Regions from separate parts of the Sus scrofa genome. Here region 1 is linked to region 2. A link is a contact called in public Hi-C data. All regions are on one chromosome and are shown on one strand. The core of a region is the stretch at or near the end of the contact, and the rest is flanking DNA. Distances in the headings are between cores, read along the strand shown. Region 1 overlaps MFHAS1 (malignant fibrous histiocytoma-amplified sequence 1). Region 2 overlaps LOC106508273 (a long non-coding RNA gene).

Region 1 (6,791 bases), core at 266-2,765, 130 kb before region 2:
CCCAACAGACACAAAATAAATATTCCTAGGGGCCAGGACAAACATTCTGGGACAGCAGGTGAACCTGGCTCCTGTGGCACTTATTAATTTAATAAGTAGGAGAATTACTCCAGGGACGTTGCCAGAATCTGAGGTGCCTACAATGGTGTAAAATAAAAGATTGTTTTATATTAACGTTCAGTACACTTGGTATCAGCACTTCCTCAGACTCGCGCAGATAGTAGACAAATCGCCATATTACAAGAATAAGAGATCCTGTCTTTAGATTCTGTACAAAATTTCTCTAGAATGGCCAAAGAGGAGTCACATTGTATCCTAGAAACAAAGAACCACAAGGCACTACTTGAAGCTTAAATAAGGGGGCTTTAGGGCAAGAAAGCTTTCATATGGATGGTAAGCCTACTGTAAAAATTCGCTGCCCTGAAATAAGACGGAGAAAGACAGATACCATCTGATGTCACTCACATGTGGAATGTAAAAAAATAAAATAAGTGAACAAGCTGAACTAAACAAAGACAAACACACAGATTCAGACAACAGAATAGTGGTTCCCAGAGAGAAAGGGATGGAGGGAGGGCAAAGGGGAACAAATTGATGGTGATGGATGGAAACTAAAGTTTGGGTGGTGAGCACTGTAGAGCATACATAGAAGAAATACAATATTGGAAACATGAAACTTACCTAATGTTAAATCAGTTCACCTCAATTAAAAAAAAAGAAATAGAAATAAAAAAGTAAATAGCCTTGAGAAGTGGCAAGGGCTGGTCCAAAAAGGTATAGACAGATTCATGGAGGTAAATTAGTAACACTACGAGAAGGTTGAGCTTCAGAGGTCGTCTACAAGCTTATACTCTTAGTGATGACATGCAAAGAAATAAAGTGACCCAATCGTTCACACACATACAGATACCTCACTGGAGTTATGATCTGGGGTTAACCTATCAGCTGCTGGCTCCGCTCGACCTGTTGCATCAATGGCCCTGTGTACGAGCACATCCCTCAGCAAAATGCCTCTGAGGTCTTAGACCACCCTCTTTCCTTACTGACCTTTACTAGGTCTGACCCAAGTCAGAGCTGACTGGGGACACAGGGAAACATAGCCCTGCCTCTTCCCGCCATTCATTCATTCCAGCTCGCCTCAGACGCTGTGCCGGCCACTTGGCTCCATCACCATTGCTAAGGGTTTATATAAATACAAATCCACCCAAGAAAGGAAAAATATTTCTCCTTTTCCTGCTCTGGATAAAGTTCTAGCCGACTTGGCTGAGGATGAGACATGCTTCATAGATCAAAGTGCACTCAGGCGAGGAGGCAGGGCGGAGGAACAGAGCCCAAACCCAGCTCTGGCCTTCCCGCTCTCAACATGCAAGTCAGGATCATAAAAAAGCCCCCATGCCGCTGGACTGGAGTGTTTTCAAAAGCTTACTCTTTATTTGGATAGCCTGTCACCTACTTCTTACTGGAAACCATTCCAGGCTCAGAGGAGTGAATGCAGACAGTTTCCCAAAAGCCTTCAGACTAAAACTGCCTCCCTCCAACCTGCGTTCTCCTTTCAGCTGAAAATGGGAGGAACTTTTAGGACCTGAACTGAAAGCTGAAATGCTGACCAGGCAGGCTTGTCAAAACTGACCTGATTTTGAAGGACTTAGGGAACGACCTGAAGTCCTTAGGAGTGATCCTTTGCTTCACGTCTCCAAACAAGCAAGATGATGACAATTCCTGCAAATTCATTTCCCTTGGAGGAAGGTAGTGGGGAGGAGGAATGAATTACTCTGGGTGAGGGGGGAGCTTCTCTGAGAAGCCCCTACAGGGCCCTGAAAAACCCCACAAACTTAAGAGTCAGACCCACAGACACTACAGGGGAACCTGTTCCAGCCCGGATCCTCTTCCAGCAGGAGTTTTTCTTTATCTACCCCCCTGCCCCCATCCAAGTTTTCATTCCCAGAAGATCCAGCCTGGACCTGAGGCCAGTTTAAACAAACAAAAAGCGGAGTGCCCGTGGTGGCGCAATGGAAACAAGTCCGACTGGTATCCATGAGGATTCAGGTTCAATCCTTGGCCTTGCTCAGTGGGCTGGGTTGGGAATCTGGTGTTGCCATAAGCTGTGGCGTAGGCCAGCAGCTACAGCTCCAATTTGATCCCTAGCCTGAGAATCTCTATATACCACAGATGCAGCCCTAAAAAGCAAACAAAACAAAAACCCAGATTGCAACTGTGAACAAGAAAGCATTTTTTTCCACTCTAGGTTATTTGAGAAATATGCACATGCATTTTTTAACCAGTGATCACATTTTCAGTCTTAAATAGGAGTAGTTCTTTTCCTAATAGTTAATGGCATAGAAACTGACCAAATTAAAATCTATAACCTTAAAATTCTTTGGTAAGAAAGAATTCTTTTTGAATTATGTAAGTCTTTATTTTTCTTATCTTTCAGATACACCTTTTCCTGCAAGGAGGTACACAGCTGGCTTCCAAATGAAGCCTCAGCACAAAGAAAAAAACATAAACATGAAAGTGTTTACACCCATTAGAATGTATGGGACCCCCAAACAGGACTGGCTTCATCAGGGGAAAGAGCCACCTCTGGGGGCAGCTCGGTCTGCTTGCTTGGCTGTGGCCTCAGTTCACCCCCAGTCCTGAGCTCTTGCCTGGATATCACACCGAGATCCCACTACCTATCAAACACTGTCACTTGGATACTGACGTGCCCAAAATCAAACTCTTGACTCCCACTGGCTCCACCCCCCACCAAGTTACTCCATTTCCAGGTTTCCCTGTGTCTGTGAACGTCCACTCTGTTCTTCAGTCACTTTGGACAAAAAAAAAAAAAAAACCAACCAAACAAAAATGGAGTCATTTTTCCCTCCCCTTTTCTCTCACACCACACACTGAATACATCGCTGCATCCTGTTCCAGCTTCAGACCCACTGGCATCCTACCATGTCATCAGCTCCTTGGTCCTTGCCACCTCCTGCCCCCACAGTCCATTCCCCACTGAAGCAGAGGGGCTCCCTCAATGCACATCAGGTCACATTACTCCTTGGCTCAGACCCTCCACCGCCTCCTCTGTCACTCACACATCTACAGGGTCCTATGTCATCTCCCTTCTCCTACCCTGGCTTCACTGGCCTCCTTGCAGGGCAAACTCCTACCTCAGGACCTCATTCTAATCACTGAGCTTCCCCATCCCTGCTTTGTTCAGTCTCAGATATCAAAACCTCAAGAAGAACTTCCCTGACCCCCCTGTATAAACAGCACCCCCACCTCCTAGTCACCCACTTTCTGTCCCCTCTTTTATATTTCTTATGGTATTTCTGTCCACCTAACATGTATTGATTTATGGCGTGTCTCCTCTACTAGAATGTAAGCATCACAAGTATGGGGATTCCTCTTGTTCACTGTGGGATCCAAGCAATGAAAGCAGTGCTGGGCCCATAGCAGGTATGAGATGATGGTGAATAAGTGACTGATCATTTGATGAGTCCAGAAATTGACGGCATTTACAAAGCGGCTTCTCAAGCTCTCTCAGGGATGTGGTCCCAAATCTGACACTAGTGGGGCGCACACTCAGGCCATGAGGGCCACAGACTACCCCCTCTTCTTCCCAAGGGGACACAAATGGCCAGCTGGGGCAAGTGTTCAAACTTCCCAGCCCATCACTGTCTCCTCCATATGCCAGGCCTGGCACAGAAACTGGAAGCGCTCTGCTCCAGAAGCCACTCTGCTTTTCTGTTTTACCTGGTTCTTGCATCTTTTACGAACTAAAGAGAAAGTCATGTCAAAGTCAAGATCCATTTGGGGAGACTCCAATGCCAACATCTTGAAATGTTTTCTAAATTTGAAGAATTACAAGACTTAGGGAAACCTGTTAAGTGTAGCTTAAAAAAAAAAAAAAAAACCGCCCTCTTCTGAATTATAGTTGGAATGGGTTAGAGTGGGGGAAGGGGACTAGGGAAGTGGAGGTACTATAAGTTATTTAGTGCTCTGGGGATGGGGTAGGAGGAAATCAGATCTAAGCACCCCCCCCTTCTTTTCCCCAGTCTCAGATAGTTTGTTCACACACATGTGCTGATCAGCACCCTGCTGGGTTTTCCAGAGAACCCTCTGGAGTTCTCTTTCCTCTCCAGTTCTCTGTCCTGCAAACACCAGTCACCCTGGGCCCCTGAATTAGGAGGTATGTCTCAGCTCCCTTCTCTGTACTACAGCCTGGGCACTCTCAAGGCACTAGGCTGGGGCAAACATGGGACTCACTTCATTTCATTCCCATATCTCAGGATCATTGTCCTCTGTCACCTGATGCTCAGGGCCTCAAAAAAATCATCATATATTTTGTTCTTTCATTTTTTTCCAGATGCAAGAGTAAACACAGTCTCTTTTACTCTACCTTAGCTGAAAGTGGAAGTGTGGTTATAAGTTTTAAAGTACTTTTGACACTGTGAATAGAATAAGTTTCTTTCTAAATAGTAAGCCCATCATTGAGGTTAACAACATATGTTCTTCCAAAGACACTGAATGAAAAGACAAGGTAAGATGCAGATTGAGAGGAAAGAATGGCAAAGCATACATCCAATAAAAGGGCTTGTATCCAGAACATGTAAAGAACTGTCAAAACTCAATAAGAAGGAACTAACCAATAAAAAAAAGGGGGAGGCAGATGTCTGAACAGATGTTTATCCAAACTGTACCAATGGTAAATTAGCACATGAAAACATGCTCAACATCATTAATCTTTAAGGAAATGCAACCAAAACCAGAATGAGATACCACTTCACATCTATTAGAATGTCTAAACAAAAAGGCTGAACGCAACAAGCATTAGTGAGAATATAGAGGAACTGGAACTCTCATTCACCACTGGTGGCATTTCTTAGAAAGATGATAAAACATATACCTTCTATGTGATCCAGCTAGTCACACTTAGATTTTTACCCAAGAGAAATCATAAATCCAATCAAAGATATATACATAAATATTCATGGCAGCTTCATCTGAAGTAGCCAAAAGCCAGGAGCAACCCAAATGTCCATTAAAAGGTGAGGAGATGATAAACTGTGGTATATCCATAGAGTGAAACACTAAGCAATATAAAGGAATGAACCATGGAAACATACATGACACAGATGAATCAAAAAAAAAATTGCTGCTGAGTAAGCAAAGCCAGGCCAAAAAAAAGTGCATTTGTGTATTTCATTGTATAATTCCATTATATAAAATTCTAGAAAATGCAAAAAAAAATCTGCAGTAATAGAAAGCAGGTCAGTGGTTGCCTGGGGTGGGGGACAGGAAGGAATGGGAGTGAATAAGAAGAAATTTCTGAGGAAGATGGATTGTTCATCATCTTGACTGTGGTGATAGTTTTACGGGTATATACGTATATCAAAACTTACCAAATTGTACACTTTCAAACTGTGCATTTTACTATATGCCAATTACATCTCAGCTATATCTCAATTAAAAACAAAGCAAAACAAACCCTATAGTTAATTAAAAACCTAAACTATCACTAGGAAATAACAATTGGTGTTACAGCATGACTACAACCCCCCCCCCAAAAAAAAATAAAATGCTTGACAGGTTCTGGGAAGAATAAATTTCATTTACCACATCCTATTACTTTCAACCTGAAAAACTGGAATCTCAGATCAAATCCATAGAAGGCAGAAATGTGACAAAAGCATGCATCTTTTTGCTGAGTTATTTTTCTTAGCTGTTATATATGATTGTTTCATTTGTGCTTCACTGTGATATTTGTAAAAATATATATATATTCTATTAGATGAAACTCAAACTGAAGCTATACTCAATCATATAGAAAGTACTAATGGTAATAATAGTAAATAGTATCTAATACCTAATAATAGTTAGCAGGTGACTACCTACCAATGGCTATTAAATTAGTAGATCAAAGTCGTTACCAATAATTTATGGTTATAAACTTTCAGGAAGTGGTAATAATATGGAAACACACCAGTGTCTGCTGCAGAAGGACCAATGTGTAAGAGCTGACATCCATGGCAAGGTTAAGGTAAATATACTCCCACCCACCTCTAGCCAACTAGAGACCTGTAAGCTTGGCTGCTTCTTCCATCTGAGGAAATTATTCTTTGCCTATTGGTAGCTTCAGAGTATTAGCACTTGGGAGTTCCCGTGATGGCTCAGCAGTTAATGAAGCCAACTAGTATCCTTGAGGATGCAGGTGTGATCCCTGGCCTCACTCAGTGGGTTAAGGATCCAGCGCTGCCATGAGCTGTGGTGTAGGTTGCAGATGCAGCTCGGATCCCACATTGTTGTGGGTATGGTGTAGGCTAGCAACTATAGCTCTGATTCGACCCTAGCCTGGAACTTCCATATGCTGCAGGTGTAGCCCTAAAAAGACAAAAAAAAAAAAAAAAAGTATTAACACTCAGAAATGAGACACAAGCTTTACTTCATCCACCACTACCCCACCGAACCTTCAGAAGAGAGGGCTAAGGGTAAGAAGACATAAGGACAGTGGCTCCTTTCAGTCTTAAAGAACAAAGTAATCTAGTGGCTAATTCACAACATTAGCTCAAAAGACCATCATCTAATTTCCCTCAAGTGGAAATTATACCACATTTTTTTTCTTTTTTGACCTCATCCATGGCATATGGAAGTTCCTGGGTCAAGGATCGAATCTGAGCCACAGCTGCAACCTACACCACAGCTGCAGCAATGCCAGATCCTTAATCCACTACACAGTGCTGGGGACTGAACCGGCACTGCCACAGAGACAAGTCAGATCATTAATCTACCGCACCACAGGGGGAACT
Region 2 (5,992 bases), core at 1,755-4,254:
ATTCTATTCCAGATAGAATCCTCTCAGATTTCAGATTTATTTGTTCATTTTCTATTAATAGTTATATAGAAATCATAAATACAATACTTCTATTTGGCTCATCTGACTGATGGAATTTTGACAAGATGTGATTTAAGTGCTGAGAGTGACACAGCTGGAGGGCTATTTGACTATAATTACTTAGGGTTTTATCATCTTCACTCCAAATGGAAAGTGCGCAAATGTGAAAGCACCAATTATTCCTTATTACTTGAGATATTTTCTGTAAATATCTAACTCTTTCCTGACTTTTTTTTTTTTTTTTGTCTTTTTGCCGTTTCTTGGGCTGCTGCCAAGGCATATGGAGGTTCCCAGGCTAGGGGTCCAATCGGAGCTGTAGCCACCGGCCTATGCCAGAGCCACAGCAACACAGGATCTGAGCCGCATCTGCGACCCACACCACAGCTCACGGCAACGCCAGATCCTTAACCCACTGAGCAAGGACAGGGATCGAACCCCCAACCTCATGGTTATTAGTCAGATTCGTTAACCATTGCACCACAACAGGAACTCTCTGACTTTTTATTAGTCAAATTAAAAGGAAAATGATCAGATGCTTGTATAGAATTTTTTTTCTTTTTATAGCTGCATTCACAGTATATGGAAATTCCTAGGCTAGGGGTTGAATTGGAGCCGCAGCTGTAGGCCTATGCCATAGCCACGGCAACACTGGATCCTTAACCCACTAAGCAAAGCCAGGGATTGAAACTGCATCCTCACAGAGACAACACTTGGCCCTTAACCTGCTGAGCCACAAAGGGAGCTCCTGATTGTATAGAACTTTAAAGCAAACAAATGGGCCTTTAAAATTTCTCAACAAAACAATTAAGTGGTTAAAATATGATCATCAGAGATGATATCCAGATTCAATTAGGATGGTATGTGTCACATTTCTGATAGTTAATGGAATGGTAAATAACAAATCAAATATTTACATAGAAAATACAACAGAACATTTTATGAACAATAGCTTACTGCCATAGTAAGATGACTAAGCTCAACATTGCAGATAAAAACAGCAAAGGAAAAATCCGAAAGCAAAACTCTTTTTTAATCAATTTTTTCTCCAAAAAAAAAGCCTATTAAGTAAAATGAAATGAAATTACGAATTTTCTCTACCTATTAGTATGTGTCCTTCCAATGGACACAAAAAATTTAACATGCATTGGGCTGTAACAGGTGTCGACCTGTTTAAGGGGAGGTGTTTGATTTTCTTTTTTTTCTTTTTAATTTTTTTAGTATAGTTGATTTACAATGTTCTGTTTTATTTTTCTTTATGTGACCTGGTGTGAATACAAGGGTGCCAGAGTTCTTGAACCTGAAGATATTTCAAAAAAAGTCACAGCAACAAATCTTCGGGTTACTTGTGCTTGTTAGATTGAATCACTATGGGACTTGGACCTCACGGCAGAGTAGTTGTACAGTAAGTTGGCTAGTTGTCCCTTTTGGACAATCTGTACCAAGTGGGTGGACATCCTGGAAAACTCAAAAGTATCATAGTATCTCAGGGTTGGAGAGTACCTTCTATACCACTGAGTAGCCTGCATGTACTTATAAATGAGCTGTTCAGTGACCAAAGTATTTATTTAATTATTGTATCAAAGCATAATTCAAACAGTGATCAGCATTTGGCCACGGCATTTATGAAGTTTAGTAATTCATCTATAGGAGACTCAAACTATGGTGACATAAAAGATCAGGTTGCCATTGGTTGGGAGCGGGATGAAGGAGGGAGGGATAAGTAAGTGGAGCACACGGGAGTTTTAGAACAGTGGAACTACTTGTATGACACTCTAATGACCCATTTATGACATTCATTTGTCAAAACTCATAGAACAATGCAATACAAAGAGTGAAGCCTAATGTAAACTATGGACTCAGTTAATAATATTGTAGCCATATTGATTGATCAGTGGTAACAAAGGTACTACACTAATGTAAGATGTCAATAGAGAAACTGTGGGGAGGGGAGAAGGGACACAGGGAATTCTCCAGACTTTCTGTTCAATTTTTCTGTAAAACTGAATCTGCCTTTTTTTTTTTTTTTTTTTTTGGTCTTTTTTTAGGGCCTCACCCACAGCATACGAAGGTTCCCAGGCTAGGGGTCGAATTGGAACTGTAGCCACTGGCCTACGCCACAACCACAGCAACGCCAGATCCGAGCCATGTCTGGGACCTACACCACAGCTCACAGCAATGCTGGATCCTTAACCCACTGAGTGAGGCCAGGGATCAAACCTGTGTCCTCATAGATACTACTCAGATTCATTTCTGTTGAGCCACCATGGGAATTCCTGAAGCTGCCCTTTTAAAAAAAATCTATTAACATTTATTTATTTATTTAATGGCACTGGTGGCATATGGAAGTTCCTGGGCTAGGGATCAAACCCCAGCCCCAGCTATGACCTTTGCCACAGTTGCAACAACGCAGGACCTTAGCTCACTGTGCCAGCTGGGGATCAGACTTATGTCACCCAGAGACAATGCTGGATCTTTAACCTGCCACATCAGTAACAGGAATTTTTAAATAACTCAATGCTGAATTTTAATATTTATTTGTAATAATAAAAGGTCAATAATAATATAATTGAAAACTAGCATTTCAAAACCAAGCCAGGACTATGATGCTCTGATAATGTTTTATAAGTAAGGCACTGAATACTTTCCTCTGCTATCTGGTTTGTTCAGCCGTCTGGGGACTGGTCCAGGTCCTGCCTCTTGTGGAGCTGGCATGGACCTGGTGAGCATTCGTCCACTGGTACAATCTTGGCAAGAGCTCGCCTTGGGTGCACTGCACCTCCAGGATCACTCTGGTTCCCACCAGGGTGCCAAGAACCAGGGGCAGCTCCAGCATGGGTTGGTGATCGTTGCTACCATGCTGCCCAGCCACTGCATCATACAGCACTGGCTCCACCTGCCTGCCTAGCCTAGCCTGTCACCACCGCCCCAAGCCCCGGCACCAGGGATGGCAAAGATGCTAAACAAGTGGATCTGCTCTGAGCCCCCCTATTCGAATGGTGGCCAAGGCTAACAGGTTGCAGGAGCAGGCAGCCGAGGTGGCTGGGAATGAAGCCCCCACATGGGGCTGGTTTATTTTCTGCCTCCCCAGCCCAGTTTAGGGCTGCAAACAGGCAGTGCTTAGCTCTGAATGTTCAGTCTGTCATTCCTAAAGCCTGGATGACAGTGCTTGCAGCCTAAAAATAAACTCCCACTTCCCTTGGGGGCACTGGGATTTATTCTATTTAAATTTCACAGATTGTTTTCATTCCTCCGGGTTTGAAGCACTGGAGGCTGAAATCTGCTTCTCAGCTCTTTGTATGTATTTGTTTTAGTGACAGAGTCACCCTTGCAACAAGGGCTACTCCTATGGCAACTGTCACAAACAAGATCAGGCTTCTACTGAGGGAGGAAAGAAAGCCTCCCAAGAAAGCCAGGCACTTTCTTCCATGGATATGAATCTCCCTTTTAGGGCCTGGTGAGCAGGAGGTGAAGAAAGACTGGCATGACAAGGATGTTTTCATGATGAAGTCTAGCATGGTGCTAACTCAGCTGAAAAAAATTTTAAAGTGTGCCCTTCCCTTTGGGTTAGAAGTAAATGTTGGAATTAAGAGTTAATGCTTATTTCAAACAGTTACATGAGGGGAAAGTGTTACACCTTAGCTTATATTCATACAATTGCATGCACTGTCCTTGATATTATAGATAGATGATAGATATGATATATATATAGAGAGATGGCTATATATATAGATAATGCATAAGATATAATGCACATATAATATATAATTGTTGCATATAATTAAATAATATTCCATTTATTTTGCAACTTTGTAATTCTGAGAAGATAGTTTGGAAAACACTTGCAACGCTTTATTAATTAATTAATTAATTAGTCTTTTCAGTGCCGCACCTGTGGCATATGGATGTTCCCAGGCTAGGGGTCTAATTGGAGCTGCAGCTGCTGGCCTACACCAGAGCCACAACAACGCCAGATCCAAGCCACATCTGTGACCTACACCACAGCTCATGGCAATGACAGATCCTTGACCCATTGAGTGAGGCCAGGGATCGAACCTGCAACCTCATGTTTCCTAGTTGGATTTGTTTCTGCTGTGCCACAACGGGAACTCCAGCAACACTTTATATTTTGAAGTTTATCTTAAATTCTTATATATAGAGTTGAGGTTCAAGATTTCTCTGGATCCAGTCTGAAAAGCAAGGCTTCATTTCCTTCTAAAAGAAGAGTTCTCAACCCTATTAGATCCTGTGCTCATTTTTTATGAGTATTTTGTAACGCTTCCTTAACTACGCAATTCAGAGTTAATTTCATTTACCTACACCATAATTTAAAAAAAATTAATACAATGCTCTAACTAAAGAAGAGTTCTCAACCCTATTAGACCCTGTGCTCATTTTATTTTTTATTTTATTACTCAAATGAATTTACCACATCTGTAGTTATATAATGATCATAACAATCCAATTTCACAAGATTTCCATCCCATAACCCAAGCACATCTCCCCACCCCCAAACTGTCTCCTCCAGAGACCATAAGTTTTTCAATGTCTGTGAATCAGCATCCGTTCTGCAAAGAAGTTCAGTCTGTCCTTTTCTCAAATTCCACACGTCGGTGAAAGCATTTGATGTTGGTGTCTCATTGTATGGCTGACTTCACTTAGCATGATAATTTCTAGGTCCATCCATGTTGCTAAAAATGCCGGTATTTTGTTCATTTTAATGGCTGAGTAATATTCCATTGTGTATATGTACCACATCTTCTTGATCCACTCCTCTGTTGATGGACATTTAGATTGTTTCCATGTCTTGGCTATTGAAAAGAGTGCTGCAATGAACAGCACTCTTTGCGAGTCATTGTTTTCTCTGGGTAGATGCCCAGGAGTGGGATTGCTGGATCGAATGATAGTTCTATTTTGAGTTTTCTGAGGCATCTCCATACTGTTTTCCACAGTGGTTGCACCAACTTACAATCCCACCAACAGTGTAATAGGGTTCCTTTTTCTCCACACCCTCTCCAGCACTTATTGTTTGTAGACTTTTTGATGATGGCCATTCTGGCTGGTGTATGTAACCTCATAGTGGTTTTGATTTTCATTTCTCTAATAACGAGTGATGGTGCTCATTTTTTATAATGAGTATTTTGTAACACTTCCTAAAATGCAATTCAGAGTTAATATCATTTACCTACACCATAATTAAAAAAAAAATCAATACAATGCTCTAACTAAAATATAAAGGTGAAATAAAAGGGAAATGATTACTAAGAATATGGTACAGGGACAGGATGTAGAGTCTGACACGTAGAGTCACATGTGAAAGTGACGGCCACAAATTAAAGCTGATTCAGGTGTCTCATAATGGCAAGCAAATTATCCCAAATTGGTGATAAGATTTTCCAAAATGACAAACAACTCTTAGTAAAGCAAGCAAAACAGTGTAATATTTCTCTTTATACATTGTAGTTGCATTCATGAAATTCAGTGTATATCAAAACCATGCAAAAGATATTTTGTCCTTATAGGTAACATGAATTGGGTTCTAGGCTCATAGAATAATAAATAGGGTGTTCAGTTTATTTGATTTTCCTACACAATTATCAGATGGAATATTCAAAAGTTTATAGAACAGTTCCATGCCAACACCACTACCCCAATATTGTGACAACTAATCCCCCCTCCCACACAGATTTCCAAAACATCCCCTAGGGGTAATTCCAAACCACCCTATCACTGTTCTAAAGACAGAACTCTGACTCCAAGAGGATCATAATGTTAATATATTTTATTCATTGACTTGAGATGTGAATCAAAGAATGGAAGGAGAAATTGCTAAAAATCAGACTGTCTTAAAATCAAATTGATCATAATGAAAGGAGTAAATTCTTAGACCTTGCCACTTTGAGAAAGAGCTGAAATGACTTGTTTATTCACAAAC

What was found. Hi-C and Micro-C count contacts between places; a contact is called where the count stands out from the background.
Region 1: a Hi-C map of liver shows a contact between it and region 2, with 5 times the contacts expected there. The contact joins two enhancer-like sites. A contact is called at or near these places in 3 of 47 Hi-C or Micro-C datasets (embryonic fibroblasts, fetal liver and liver) and 1 of 2 datasets of contacts at active chromatin or transcription factors (alveolar macrophages).

The regions. Positions count from the first base shown.
Region 1 is chr15:56,268,560-56,275,350 of Sscrofa11.1, reverse strand. All of the region lies in intron 1 of MFHAS1 (malignant fibrous histiocytoma-amplified sequence 1), which reads right to left. Among named protein-coding and RNA genes, the nearest start is that of MFHAS1, 72 kb to the right of the region's middle. Within about 2 kb of position 1,515, at least 24 of the 83 cell types and tissues checked have an H3K27ac peak or open chromatin away from gene starts, as enhancers often do. A contact at or near this core is called in fetal liver and liver, where this site is marked.
Region 2 is chr15:56,141,688-56,147,679 of Sscrofa11.1, reverse strand. LOC106508273 (a long non-coding RNA gene) reads right to left here. Exons shown (of 3, transcript XR_001305012.2): 3 at 5,077-5,210. Among named protein-coding and RNA genes, the nearest start is that of ERI1, 21 kb to the right of the region's middle. Within about 2 kb of position 3,004, at least 14 of the 83 cell types and tissues checked have an H3K27ac peak or open chromatin away from gene starts, as enhancers often do. A contact at or near this core is called in fetal liver and liver, where this site is marked.